5 separate regions of the Sus scrofa genome follow, and regions 1, 2, 3 and 5 are each linked to region 4. A link is a contact called in public Hi-C and targeted proximity ligation data. All regions are on one chromosome and are shown on one strand. The core of a region is the stretch at or near the end of the contact, and the rest is flanking DNA. Distances in the headings are between cores, read along the strand shown. Region 1 has its middle 39 kb from the start of FOSL2. Region 2 overlaps BABAM2 (BRCA1-A complex subunit BRE). Region 3 has its middle 3.2 kb from the start of FOSL2. Region 4 overlaps BABAM2 (BRCA1-A complex subunit BRE). Region 5 has its middle 48 kb from the start of PLB1.

Region 1 (2,700 bases), core at 138-2,637, 390 kb after region 4:
AAGGCTCCAGCATTGCCATGAGCCGTGGTGTAGGTGGCAGACATGGCTTGGATCTGGCATTGCTGTGGCTCTGGCGTAGGCCAGCAGCTGTAGCTCTGATTAGACCCCTAGCCTGGGAACCTCCATATGCCATGGTGAGGCCCTAAAAAGACCAAAAAATAAAAATAAAAAATATATAAAAAATTAAAATAAAATAAAATATGGCACAGATGAACCCATCTACAGAAAAGACATAAACTCATGGACATGGGGTGCAGACCGGTGGTTGCCAAGGGGGCAGGGGGACGGAGTGGGATGGACTGGGAGTTTAGGGTTAATAGATGCAAACTATTGCATTTGGAGTAGATAAGCAATGAGATCCTGCTGCATAGCACAGGGAACTATATCCATCACTTGCAATGGAACATGACGGAGGATAATGTGAGAAAAAGAATGTAGATATATGTATAACTGGGTCATTTTGCTGTACAGCAGAAATTGACAGAACAGTGCAAACCAACTGTAATTTAAAAAAATATTTTAAAAAGAAAGCATCGTTAACTTTATCAACAATGGCTAAGACGTAGGATTGGGACTACATCAAACAAACAAGCTCAGTCTGTTGGAGATAAAACCTGAAACCTTTATGGGTATACTCGCATGATGTCTAGGATGGTTTTCAAGTAGTTTTTTTAAAGTGGGAAAGTGAAAGAGTTTAGAAAATTGTTAGCGATGCTGAGGCCGAGGGGTGGGCTCACTGGGGATCCTTTTTCCTCTTGCGCATATTTGGACGTTTTCATGATTCAAGGTGTCAGTAGAGAGAGGAAGGTGTGAGTTTCTAGAGCACTGACCCCACAGACTGATTAGAGCCAGGCAGACGTGACCTCACTCATCCCACCTTGGAAGTGGAGGGGACGTGGGAGCCTCTGCAGGTAGGAGGTGAGAGCACAGGCCCGGAGGGGCCTTGGGCCTCTGGCTCAGAGGATGGCTCCCCACGTTGCCCAGGAGACACCCCCCACTCTCTCTAATCCCCTCATCCAGCCAGTCACTGGCCCTTCTTATCCTACCTCCAAAATTAAAGCAGGGAGTGGTACCCAGAGATGGGGGGCTGATGGCTTCCAGAGACATCAAGGGCTGGTCATTGACAGCTGCCCCTCACTGTCCTGGCCACCTGCAGAGGTCATTGTGGCCACAGCAGCCATTGTACATTACCACTGCCTGAGGGCCTGTGGTAGCCACATCTCTGGCCCCTGTGTCACTCAGGCTTGGCCTCTAGGTGGGCCTCACCCAGCCCACTGTGAGAGGAGCAATTTCAGCCTGGGGACTTTGCCCCTCCTGGGTTCCAGAGCCAGAGGCCACAGCTGGACTGCAGGACAGTATGGAAAAATGCCACTCACCCTCCAGAGAGGCCCCGACTAATTACCACGGCAGGAGGGAGAGAGTGAGCAGCCTTCTAAGGACCAAAGGAGGCAAACCTGCTCCCCCTCGGGGGCCCGGCTGCCTAACCAAGTCTGGATGATTGGAAAAGCTTTCCTGCTGATTCCTTCAGTCCCCACCCAGATGCTTAATGAAGAAAACAGCTTTTCTGTGCTTCCCGAGCTGCCACACACAGCCTGGGCTGGCCTTACAGGGCCGGGAAGGCCCAGCAACTTGACTTTCCCAGGCCCCTCCCACCCAGAACAGGGCCCAGGAGGCCGTTTCTCAGTCACGCATCAGCCTGTGGGGCCGGCTCTGAGCCTGGGCCTCCTGCCAGCAGCGTGAGCCAGGGGGAGCTGGGCTCAGACGCCATCCCAGCGCCTTTGCTCAGGGCTCACTGCCCTTGGCTCTGCCCCTCCCCCACCTCCCAGTCACCCTTGGGTCCAGCAGACCAGCTCAGGGTTCTGCCTGCTCCAGGGCCCCAAGGACCAAGACTCCCAGTGATGGAGGGAGGGAGGGCGGAATGATGAGAGAAGAGGGTGGCCGAGGGCAGGGGGCAGAGAGGAGCTGCCCAGGGCCCTGGCTCTGGGATGGACCCCACCCCCCACAGCCCCTGAGTTCAGGAAAGTTCTCCCACCCGCACCCCACCAGGACTGCAGGCAGAGTCAGCGGGGAGGGGTGCAGGCGCTGTGGCCGCTTGGGAGCAACTCCTGATGACCAGTGGTGACTCTGGTATCTGAAGCATCTGGAGGCCCTGCAGCCAGCCAAGCTGCAGCACGGATGCGCCTGTTCCAACTGGGCTCTGGGAGCCCAGGCTAAGGACGGAGGCGCCCGGCCTGGTTTCCTCCCAGGCTCTCCCAGAGACCACCCACGTGGGCTCTATCAGCTCGGATTGTGGTCCAGATCTCCAGCTCAGCCCACACACCCACCCATCTGCGAGCTGCCAGGCTTTCCTCTCGGGATGGCTTAGGCCCTGCAGCTGACCTGGGAGGACATCCTGGCCACAGGGAGTGAGGCGGGAGGTTGACACAGAGCAGGAAAGGGTGGCCCAGCACCGGAGACGCCCCCGCCGGGACTGGCCATTGACCCTGAGGATGCAATCTTCTGAGACCAGGGTCGGGGCCATCCCCCAGCACCTGCTTTGCCCACTCAGGCCTTGATCTCTCTTTCCAAAGGCACCCCCTTCCCAGGCCCAAGGCGCTGTCCTGATGGAACCATGTGCTGCCCTCACTCATACACCAGGAACCTTGACTCAGGCTGGTGCCCTCTGGAGGGGGCCCTTTGCCTCACGTGGCCCCTTCATGG
Region 2 (2,700 bases), core at 113-2,612, 260 kb after region 4:
TATACAAGCCCTTTGGTGTTAAGTGCAGACCTCACGAGTGTTGCAGAGTCAGACCCAGGAATCGCTGCTGCCCATAAACTGAAGGTGGCTTCAGTGTCTGCACTTGAATTGAACGTGAACCTTCTCCGGCTTGCTAAAAGTTGGGGTGCTCGGGGCTTCCGTCAGTGGCGCTTGGAGTGCTTGCCCCTCTGTAACGGCAGAAGCACGCCTAAACAGGGCTTTAGACCTCTGCCGACAACCCCGAGCTCTCAGAAAACTTGGAAGGGTTGGCCCGCATACCATCAAGAAGCCAACATCCCCGTCCTAAGTACAGGCCTCGCCTAAGGTTAACAGTAAGACCAACATTTTGTTGCTTCATTTTCCTATTAAGCTCCGGGTTGCTGATTGAAGCAGAATTCCAATGTATTGACACAGCACCACATCGTTAACACGATAGGGAGGATTTGATTATGGGAGAACAAGTCCCCAAACAGTAAATTGGCCCAAAAAAAAAAAAAAAAAAAAAAAAAAAGAATCTGGGGCCTTGCTTCTCAAGGCAGCTTTTGTGGTTACATTCCTTTATTTGATGTGGTTCCCTCCTTCGCCTGTGCCAACCAGTGCAATGTGGAAAAATGATGAAGTTGCAAAAAAAAAAAAAAAAAAGAGAGCGGGGTGGGGGGGCAGGGAGATGGGGAGGGAACTGTTTAGTAATAAGAGAAAGAAAACAGGGCTTAGGGATCAAAGCAAAAATACCTGCCTCTCCGAGCAGAGCAGCGGGAAGCAGAACGCATGGTGTCCTTGTCCTGGGCCTGGGGAAAGACTGAGCGGCCGTCCGCTGGCGCCTTTCAGGCCAGCCCAGGCCCAGCGCGGTAAATGGGGCGCCGCGAGCTGCCTGCAGGTGAGAAGAAGAGCAGCTTGAGAAAGTCCAGGCTGAGTGCTGTGGGCTACCAGGCACAGCAGAGCTAACCTGGGAGGGCCCCGGGGAAGAGGGCTGGGCAGCAGAGGCTGCCTTCCATCCTCAGATGCTCAGAACCGACACGTTTTTAACACCAGCCGACCTGGAGTCAGGTCCTAGGACACTGCCTTGGAATCTAAGCGAGGAAGGTGTCCATGTAGGACTGGGCTCTTATTTATTTACAACATTCAGGCTGGGCAGCTTTTCTATTGTGTGGTTTGAGACATTTTCTGAGTTTTAAAATTATCTCTTCTTGCACTGTGAAAAGAGCAGATATGATTCATCTTAATATTTCTGAGGTTCAGTCACCAACGAACAGCTAGTATTTTGGGTGGGAGGAAGGCTTTTGTAGGCAGCATTTTCACCTAGCATAGAAGTAAAAGCACCAGAATATGCCTCAAGCGTCATTTGAAATCGTATAAATAGCTCGCTCTTGCACAGCTCTAATCCAATATCATTCTGAGAACTCCCACAGTCCACGAGCTGCCTAGTCGTTCACCCCACCCTTTGGCCTGGAAAAGGCTGATTTTTGTGCTTTACCTGCTGATCAAATGGAGTTGCTAAGAGGGTTGACCAAAGGGCCTGCTTTTCATTTTGGTTAATCTAATCTGGGTCTTTTGGCTTTTGTTTCTTCCTGAATATTTTTCCTACCTTCCAGCCTCTGGGGAACTGTCAAGTGATCCTCTAATCCTAGATCAAGAGTCGGTAAACTACAGCCCACTGGCCGGATCCAGCCTGCAGCCTGCTCTGTATAGTCTGTGAGCTAAGAATGATATTCTTTACAATTTTTAAATGATTAGGAAAACATTTAAAGCCTAATAATCTGTGACTTGTAAAAATTATGTGAAATTCACTTCAGCGTCCATAAATAACATTTTATGGGAACACAGCCGTGCATTCTCATGTACATATTGTCTATGGCTGCTTTCCTGCTGCGGCATCAGAGCGGAGGCGTTTCCACTGAAACCTTACGGCTGCACAAGAACAATATTGACTGCCTGGGCCATTACTGCAAAAGTTTGCCAGACCTTGTCCTAGAGCCTGAAAACCTTCTTTTTCATAGTGACTGCTTCAGAAAAGATACATTTACTGACTGCTAATGTGCATTTTGGAAATTTGACTCTCGTATTTTATTTATCCATTCAGCTTTAATACCACAAATATGTATCGAGTGCCTATTGATGAACTTGGCCTTGTTCTTATTTGTGGTGTTCTAGCAGTAAACAGAACGGACAGAACTCCCCATTCTGGAGGAGTTTAGAATCTCGTAAAGGGTGATGAGGGGGGTAGAGGAAGACAATAAACAAATACAATATGCTGGATGTTATGTGGAGATAACAGGCCGTAAAAAAGTAAAACAAAGAGGCGGGGCTACTGGGAAAGGAGGCGGGTTATTGTAAATAGGTTGTTGAGGAGGCCTTCCTGAGAAGGTGGTATTTGAGGAAGACCTGAAGCAGATGAAGAAGTGAGCCCTGGAGTTCCCATTGTGGCTCAGTGGTTAACGAATCCGACTAGGAACCATGAGGTTGCGGGTTCGATCCCTGGCCTTGCTCAGTGGGTTGAGGATCCAGCGTTGCCATGAGCTGTGGTGTAGGTTGCAGACATGGCTCGGATCCCCGAGTTGCTGTGGCTGTGGCTGTGGCCAGTGGCTACAGCTCCAATTAGACTCCTAGCCCGGGAACCTCCATACGCCACGGGTGAGGCCCTAAAAAGACAAAAGACCGGAAAAAAAAAAAAAAAAAAGCAAGCCCTGCAGATGCCTGGGA
Region 3 (2,700 bases), core at 47-2,546, 430 kb after region 4:
AGAAGAGAGGACCCTTGATCATTAAGCCATGGGGTGTGCTTCTGACCTGCCCAGGCCGGGCGCCTGGGTAACAGGCAGAGCACTGGGGGTCAAGTCAGGTGAGATGGCTTTGAGCTCAGGCTCTGGCAGCCACAGGTTGGGAAATCTTGAGAAGGCTGCCGATCTCCTCTGGTCCTCAGCCTCCTCCTTGGTAATCCAGAGTCACCCTGATTGTCGTCACATCCCTGGCAGGGCTGTTGTGTGAGGATGAAACGAGGCCATGTATGCGAAAGGGCTGCATGGACTATCCAGCAATCGGGGGTGGCGGCCAGTGCAGCCCAGGGCAGGCAGCCACTCTGGGAGTCAAGTCAGGGACCTAACATGGGGCAGGAGAGACAGAGGAAAAGACTCCTAACTTCAGTGCCGGGAGGTCCAAGACCCAGAGGGGCCATGAGAAGCCAGCCCAAGCTACCTCTTAGCAGCTTACCTACTGCCTGCTCTTCCCTCTCTTGACATGAACTGCACTTGCCCCAGTGACAGTGCTGGGTGGAGATTTAAGGAGCGCCTCTAAGGGTAGGATAAAGTCATGCCCCTGATAAAGTCCATGCTTTCGGGAGACCAGGAAGAAAGAAGCAAAGACATTCCAGTAGGAGGCAGGTCGAGCACATCCTGGGTTAGAGGAAGGGCCTGATGTCACAGAGGCCCTGCTGCACTTCCAACTGCACTGCCCCTCTAATTCTCCTGGGCAAATTACTTAATGCCACCTTCTTGATCTGCAATCAGGGAATACTATCCACCCCAAACGTTTGCTGCAAGGATTGCATGACACAATCAATCCTGTAAAGCATTCAGCTCCTGTGCTTGACTCTTGTGAAGCGCTCAATAAAGGTTGGCTCCCATGCTTAGTATGTTATTGCAGGGAGTCAGAGGATCCTTTAACTGGGTGATCCTGGAATGATTCCCCACGGAGGGGGCAATGAACTGGGCTTGCAGGCGAAATTCTCGGTTTGGCATTCTCCGTGAGGCCCAGGCGCCAGCTGGACCAGCTCAGTCCCCACAGCAGCTCTGCGTGTCTGGCGCTCCAGGACCGAAAGGTGACGGCAGGATGCAGAACGCAGGCCTCCCGGCGGGCAGAGGGAGCCAACACAAGTTCTGGAGCTGGGGAAGGCCGGGATCAAAGCGCTCCGAGGCAGGCCGGGGCGCAGCCAAGGAAGGCTAGCGACTTGCATCAGCACAGATTCCGTGATGCTCTGCAGACGTCTCAGGGCTGCCGGGCTTTACGGGAACCCACAAGAAAGGAAAGGGCTGGGGAGCAGGCAGGGCGGGGGCGGGAGAGGGCGCGAGGGTGCGCTCGCCCGCCCGCGCGCTCCCGGCGGCGCCTGCCCCGGCCTGGGCGCGCCGAGGACGGCGGAGGCCACGAAGGAAGCTCTCGCTCCCTTTCCCCCTCCCTCTCCCCCCCCCTCCCCGAATTACTGGAAGGATTGTGTGGGAGAGACCCAGAAGCACCCGGATTTTCATGTGCGGGGTGGGGGAGGGCTGGGCAGCCGCTGCAGCTTAAAGAAAAACTAAGAGTGCGGTCTGTTCACACAGCTTCGACACGCGGCTGCTCCCAGAAGGGCCCTGGACACCCCGGCCGCGCCTCCCTCCACACCCCCTGCCAAGAGCTCACTAAGGTGGCCGGGTACTGTACGGAGCGGGAGGGGATGGAGAGGAGAGTAAGTGTCACGATTTCTTCTCTTGCACTCCCCTTGACTCCGTCCCCACCCCCAGTTTTCTGGGTTTTGCTGCTGCCGTTGGGAAAAGGGCTGAACGGTTTTGCGTCAAAGGACTGCATTTACTCAGTCCTGCTGGGAGAGGCGCGTAAACACACCCTGGCAGGCAGAACGCAGGATTAAAAAAAAAAAAAAAAAAAAAGCCGAAAAACAACCCCCCCCCCACGACAACACACCCCCCCCCCGTCGGGTGGGCGCAGCCGTCTGCCGCACACCTCTCACCCTGGCGGGGGGAGTTGGGGACTCTGCCCTGCAGGCGGTGGCGGAGGTGCGAGGAGCCTGGCCAGCCTCGCCTCTCTGCGCGTCCTTGGGGATGGAGCTCAGTACAGAATGTGTTTTATAGTTGTAAACAATGACCCCGAGTATTGTTTGGGATTACCGTATCTTGGGGCCATTGGGGCGGGCAGATGCCGCCAGTCGTCCCGGAAACGACAGCGCTTTATATAGAGCCCCGGGAAAGCTATGAGTTCCCGGCTCTATTTTTCTTTCCTAGCAACACCCCCACTTTACAGATATGGAAACTGAGGACTGAAACTGATGTGTTAAGAGTGCACAGAGCTTCACAGCCCTCACATCCTCCCGCTGGGTCCTCTCGAGGACCCCGTGGGGATATAGATGGCGCCACTTAAGAGCTGGGTAAGCTGAGACCCGGGCAGATCCTGCACCAGAACTCAATTTCCCTGACTCCCGGTACAGTGCTTCTCCGGATCATCTCTGCAGAAGGATTGACGTGCCAGAGCTGACAAGGGCCTTAGAAGGTCATGGATTGTACTCCTTCATTTTATGGGAAGAAGCTGAAGCCCAGAGAAGTTAGGGACTCGCCCAAAGTCTCACAGCTCGTAAATAGTACAGCCTGGCGTTGGTACTCCAAGGCCTGTGCTCTTTACCCCGCACCTCGCTCCACCCCGCCCAGCGAGGTGGGAGAACGTAGGAGTCAGGACTACCTGCT
Region 4 (2,700 bases), core at 8-2,507:
GAGAAAGAGAAAGGAACTAAAAAAAAAAAAAATGTTCACACGGTCCGAATAAAATGTATGTTTCCCTTCCTCCTGGGGCCTTAGAAATTAGACTCTTTTCCTATTATCGTCGTCCTGTATGGCCAACCCTGTTGGACAGCGGTGCTGTCAACCTCCGTTGATGTGGTTGCCTTCAGCGTATCGAAAAGTTCCAGCTCCATCTCTAGTTAGTTCTTCCTTTGTACTGACGCCCAAACCTCTCCCTCTGGAGACGTGCCAGTTTGCCACTAAATTTAAATAAATAAGAACATTTCTCATCAATAGGGGTGGCAAATTTAGCCCCTCTTTAGAGCACTGAGCAATTTATGACCATATGTTAAATACCATAAAACAGCTTTAAAGACTTGGTCCCTGGCCATTGCCAGATTGCTCCGTAGGAGTACGACAGCACGGCGAGGGGCTGGGAACGTTTCCTCCGGCCCTTGGAGGCCTCAGTAACTCACTGATGTCACAGCCAAAGGGGCCTGTTTTCAAACATTCCCTTTATGAAGGTGAAATACTAAAAGATTCCATTTTGGCATTTGGGTGCCAAGAAGGCACAGCTCCCTTTTGATTTTTAAGGGTCAGCATTAGTAGGGAAAGTGTTGTGTGGGAGCATGAGTGACTTGGCAGCAGTGAATCCAGAAGGCAAGTCTAGGAATAGGTAAAAGATATCCTACTCACTCTTTTTCTTGGAGCGTGAACTGGACTTTTATAAGGCATAAGCAAACCAGATATCACATGCTTCCCCATTGCTTTCTTTTTGCCAACTTTTATGGAATGAATATTAATGTTAAAAACAATTTTTAAAATTTCGCCTTATAGGGCTGCCAATTACAAGGATTTCTTTTCTTCCAGGAGTATGACTCATTATTTGGTGAACTCCAAATATTAGTTTTTCTTCTTACCATCATCACAGCCTGTGAATCATTTATGGCATTCAGTGGGCTCACGGCTGAGAAAAAAAAGGTGCGTGCCAGCAAACATGTGATGTTTGGTCAAGTAAGTGCCGTCTAGGACCTTGGGTGGACTTTTGACACGTGAGGAAAGCACATTCAAGCAGGGGGCAGTGTTGTTAAATTCGAGTTGGCACCGACAAGCTTCATGTACGATCCTTCTGACTGTTTCCCTCTGAAGGGTAACTCTAGCTACAGAGGAAGATGATGAAATTTGACTGTCAAAGGTCCAGGATTCTTAGCCTTCTCAAATGTGTAAGTGCCAGCCCAAGGGCTGATTTCCTGTCGGTTCCTGTGTGGTTTGCACTACATCCTCTTTGCAACAGATCAGTATTTTAGGTCATCTATCATAACTGCTGTCCTGTAAATTCTTGGCAATTTTGATCTCAGTTTGCAGAAGGCAGCTGGCAGACTTCTCTAGGAAGCGCAGCTGGAGAGCTCCTGTCTCCCTCTTCCTATGGCCAGGAAGTACACCATTGTTATTCATCCTTGCTGTCTTCCTTTGAAAGAACAAAAATCTTCAAACTTCGGCAAGTTCCGAAAGTGCTGGGTGCGCTTTGAAACGACCCTTGCCATTGGGTTGGTCTAGGGCAAAAACTGCAGTGATCTTTGACATGATTTATGAACCGTGGCTGGTTTTCCCCTAACACAGGTACATGCATCGGTGGAAGTTTTTCCCCTGTTGCAAAGGACATCGTGCTTAAGTCTTCAGAGTCAGGTCTCCAGGTTTCTTTCCCTTGATGGCGGGAATTTTAAATTCCTGTTACGAGCATCCATTAAGACTGTTCACCTCGGATATACCTTCAGGTTTTGCCTTGGGTTTTCACTCTTTGGAACCCAGAGATAAATCAAGCACATTTCTTCACTTTTTAAAGATAATTAGCCCTTTAGTTGTTGTAATTTGTCATCCAGAGTGGGTGAACTATGTCGTGGGATTTAGAAAAGAACGGTTTTCTTCCTTCTTTATGACTCAGAGGTCACATTTTGGCAACCTGATTGTATTCCTGTAGAATAGGAGTTACCTTTAGCCCAGTTCATGTACGAGGAAAACCTGTTGCTAAAGAGAATGCAAACCCATGTGTGAGTTCCTGCGAATGGTACCTGGGACCGTCTGTCTGGCACATCATTTCATTTCTACTTCTGACTCTTCTTCTTTGCATCTTTCTTTTTCATCCGTAGGGTTCAACATCATTAGCGTAGCTCTTGGTTTCTTTTGTGTCCTGGTTCTTAAGATGAAAAAAAAAAAAAAAAAAAAAAAAAAGCGAACTTTCTGAAGGCGGATTTTATGTCAGATTTATGGACATCAGGCCATGTCATCATGGAAACAGCCCACATCCTGGTGACCCACTAAGGACAGCATGAAGAAAGAGACTTGGATTTCAAGACAGAGGAGACCTTGTTATCCAGATTGTTTCTATGCAGTCAAATCTGTAGTCCTGGAAATAAACCTATGTTCAACCCTAGAGGCAGAGGCCCTGTGATCCCCGAGGTCTGTGTGACCCGCATAGTAGCTGATCAGGAATTGTCTGTTTATTAGATGAGCGAAACCAGAGCACTGAAAGATTATGTCTTGTATGGAAAAATCTTAATTGGAAGGATCCTAATTTTTAGTGGGACTTTCCGTGGGACAAGGAGGTGGCTAAAGATTTAGGAAAGAGCATCATGGTTCCTGCACTGAAGACAGGGAAAGAGAACTCTGGGAATTTATTAAACCTACCAGGTGGAC
Region 5 (2,700 bases), core at 14-2,513, 480 kb after region 4:
CAGAGTTTCTGACGCTTGCTGGCACATTCCTCCCGAGACAATGGCTAGAACGCTTCCTCACTTCTTGGAAGAGGAACCCCTGCAGGAAATACACCTGGCAAAGGAAGTCCCACTTTGTGAGCGTCTGCGACGTTCCCGGACACTGTGGTGTGTTTTACGTGTTGCATCTTTTCGAATCTTCTCGAAAGCTCCCCGTGAGAAGGGTAGCATGATCTCCATGACAACCGTGAGAAACGCAAGCTTCAGAGCTGATGTAACTTGGGCTACCTCGCCCAGCGAGGAAGTGAAGGAGGCAAACTTTGAATCCAGATCTGACAGCTCCGTACCGAATGCATGGCATCGACCGGCCTCCGTCTCACAGCACAGGATGTGTGTCCTAAATCATCTCAGGGGCTAATCTCAGATGGAAATCAAAGAGAAAGCCATTGTCAGGGGTGAATGACTTCATGAGAACAGAGCCTCTTATCAGCTGAATTGTGCTCCCCCCACACTCACGGGTTGAAGTCCTCATGCGATTGTATGGGCAGATGGGGTCTTTACAGAGGTAACTGAGTTAAAATGAGATCACACAGGTGGGCCCTGATCCGGTGTGCCTGGTGTCCTGATAAGAAGAGGAGATCAGGACACTGACACACACAGGGGGCTGACTATGTGAAGACACAGGGAGAAGCTGCCACCTGCCAGCCCAAGAGAGGGGCTTCAGAAGAAACCAGCCCTGCAGACCCCTTGATCTTGGACTTTCTGCCTCCAGAACTGTGAGAAAACAAATTTTTACTTAAATCACTTTGTTAGCAAATGAGTTCCGAGGCCCTTTAAAAAGTCCTGTGTTCTTAGCCCCTGCACACAGGAGACGCGCACTCCATGTTTGTTGACGGGCGGGAGGAAGGAAATGCCTCTCCAATACGCAGGGAGAATTCAAATTTTGATTTTTGCAACCAAGCCTCTGTCCTCCTGTTGAAACTTCCTGTTTCTGAGGAACAGAGATTTTTTTTACAGATCCCAGAGGGCATCCAGTAAACCCAACAGCGATTACCAAATAATTCTGGTTTTGATGAGCTCAGTGGGTATGAATCAGAAGCAGACAGAGTAGCGTTTCCCTTGAAATATACCCAAGGTTAAATGTTAGAGGGAGAAACAAAAATATGTTTGGGAATTTATCGCCAGGAAATCTCGGCCGTGTTGGCTCCCTAAGCCAGGTGGAGAAGGTCTTTCCTTCCTCCTGCGCAGCACAGGAGCCACCAGGAACCTGGACGAGGCCCGATACTGCTGTTGTCATGCCAGGCCATCCTCGTGGCTCTCATCCCAGTCTCCTGTTTGAAAAAGGGACTTCTGGGGTGAGGGTCCCTCCTGGGAGCCCTCGTCATCCTGGCGGGCTGTGGCCTGGAGGATGACTTGGCTCCAGTGCCCACAGGAGGGAGTCACAGTAGCTTCCAGGAGATGCGGAGGACTGGGACAGGGAGAGAGTATGGGGGTCCACACAGCTAGGAGCCCCCAGCCCCTGGCTTGGCGGGGGCGGGGGGGACCGAGGCTCCTGGTCTTGTGATGGAATAGGACTGGGCATGGGTTTGAGAAGGTGGAGGCGGGGTGGTGCACAGCACTTCGAAGCCTGGCTGTTTTTAAGGGCATCCCAGGAAACTGGTCGTGGCTGGGGTGGAGCTGTAAGAAAATCATGGGAAATGAGTTCAAGCAGGAGGTCCTGGGGAGGCCTCATGGTGGCCGGGTCTGGAAGCGCCTAAGAGCTCAGATGGTCTGGCTTCTGATTGGGCTCTGCCACTTGCTGGCTGAGGGGCACGGGCAAGGTCCAGGGCTGAACACGTCTCAGCCTTTTCACCTGCTCCCCATGGAAATCCGGTCTACCTCCAATGATCCCTGGAGGGCGGCTTGGGGTGATGCATGACGAAAACCCCAGCGCAGGCCAGACCCCCCCGTAAGAGCTCCATTCTGGGGCCAGCCTCTCTCCTGAGTTAGCCAGTCACCATCTCACAGGGTCACTTGCCTGCTCCAGACAAAGGGTCTATCTCCTCTCCCAAGGGGGAGATCTGACCTTGCTCCTCCATTTGCACCTGCCGGGGGGCCTCACTGCCTGAAAGGAGCATCGCAGCACCTTCAGAATCAGCTGCCCTTAGCTCATCAATCTCATTTCTCGCCACCTCCCCCTGCACGCTCTCAGGAACTACTCACAGTTCCCCAAACCGCCCCCCCCAACCCACCCCGCAACCTCGCAACCTCCGTGCCTTCCAGCACAATGCTCCTTCCTCTGCCTGAAACTCCCTGCCCCTCCCTCCGTCTGGCTCCAGCCCACTCCTCCCACACCCCTTATCTCAGGCCACCCCACCCCGCTCTCCCCCCGCCCCGCGGGGCGGGGGGGGGCATCTCTCCTGCCACTCCCTCTGAACAGTGCTGTGCCCCCTGGCCTCTCTCTGGTCACATCTCCCCTGCCTCCCCCTCTCACCCCCCACCACACACCTAGGCTCTGCCCTAGAACTCCTTCCCTTCCAGGCCACCTGCTACCAGCTCCCAGTGTCTTCTCAGTTCTGCCTCCCTGGTGCCTAGTCCAGTGTCTGAGACACACATCAGCCCAATACACGTGTGCTGAAAGACTTAATGACTTAGTAAATGAATGACTTCTCTGGGAGGGGGGGCCCGTCTCAAGAGTGAGTCATCAAGCCTTGCCCCCACCCACTGACCTGGTGAAACACT

The links. A called contact is a pair of places that touch in the nucleus more often than the background predicts.
Region 1: a Hi-C map of embryonic fibroblasts shows a contact between it and region 4, with 1.9 times the contacts expected there. A contact is called at or near these places in 2 of 47 Hi-C or Micro-C datasets (embryonic fibroblasts and fibroblasts).
Region 2: a Hi-C map of embryonic fibroblasts shows a contact between it and region 4, with 2.9 times the contacts expected there.
Region 3: a Hi-C map of embryonic fibroblasts shows a contact between it and region 4, with 3 times the contacts expected there. A contact is called at or near these places in 3 of 5 promoter capture datasets (fetal skeletal muscle and liver), 11 of 47 Hi-C or Micro-C datasets (alveolar macrophages, embryonic fibroblasts, liver and 6 more) and 2 of 2 datasets of targeted methods (alveolar macrophages and skeletal muscle).
Region 5: a contact with region 4 is called in a targeted proximity ligation map of alveolar macrophages. A contact is called at or near these places in 3 of 47 Hi-C or Micro-C datasets (embryonic fibroblasts, retroperitoneal adipose tissue and subcutaneous adipose tissue) and 1 of 2 datasets of targeted methods (alveolar macrophages).

Annotation. Positions count from the first base shown.
Region 1 is chr3:110,880,073-110,882,772 of Sscrofa11.1, reverse strand. No RefSeq gene overlaps it. Among named protein-coding and RNA genes, the nearest start is that of FOSL2, 39 kb to the right of the region's middle.
Region 2 is chr3:111,007,328-111,010,027 of Sscrofa11.1, reverse strand. The region is part of intron 7 of BABAM2 (BRCA1-A complex subunit BRE); the gene reads left to right. Among named protein-coding and RNA genes, the nearest start is that of FOSL2, 170 kb to the right of the region's middle.
Region 3 is chr3:110,844,712-110,847,411 of Sscrofa11.1, reverse strand. No RefSeq gene overlaps it. Among named protein-coding and RNA genes, the nearest start is that of FOSL2, 3.2 kb to the right of the region's middle.
Region 4 is chr3:111,270,383-111,273,082 of Sscrofa11.1, reverse strand. The region is part of intron 3 of BABAM2 (BRCA1-A complex subunit BRE); the gene reads left to right. Among named protein-coding and RNA genes, the nearest start is that of BABAM2, 57 kb to the left of the region's middle.
Region 5 is chr3:110,787,959-110,790,658 of Sscrofa11.1, reverse strand. No RefSeq gene overlaps it. Among named protein-coding and RNA genes, the nearest start is that of PLB1, 48 kb to the right of the region's middle.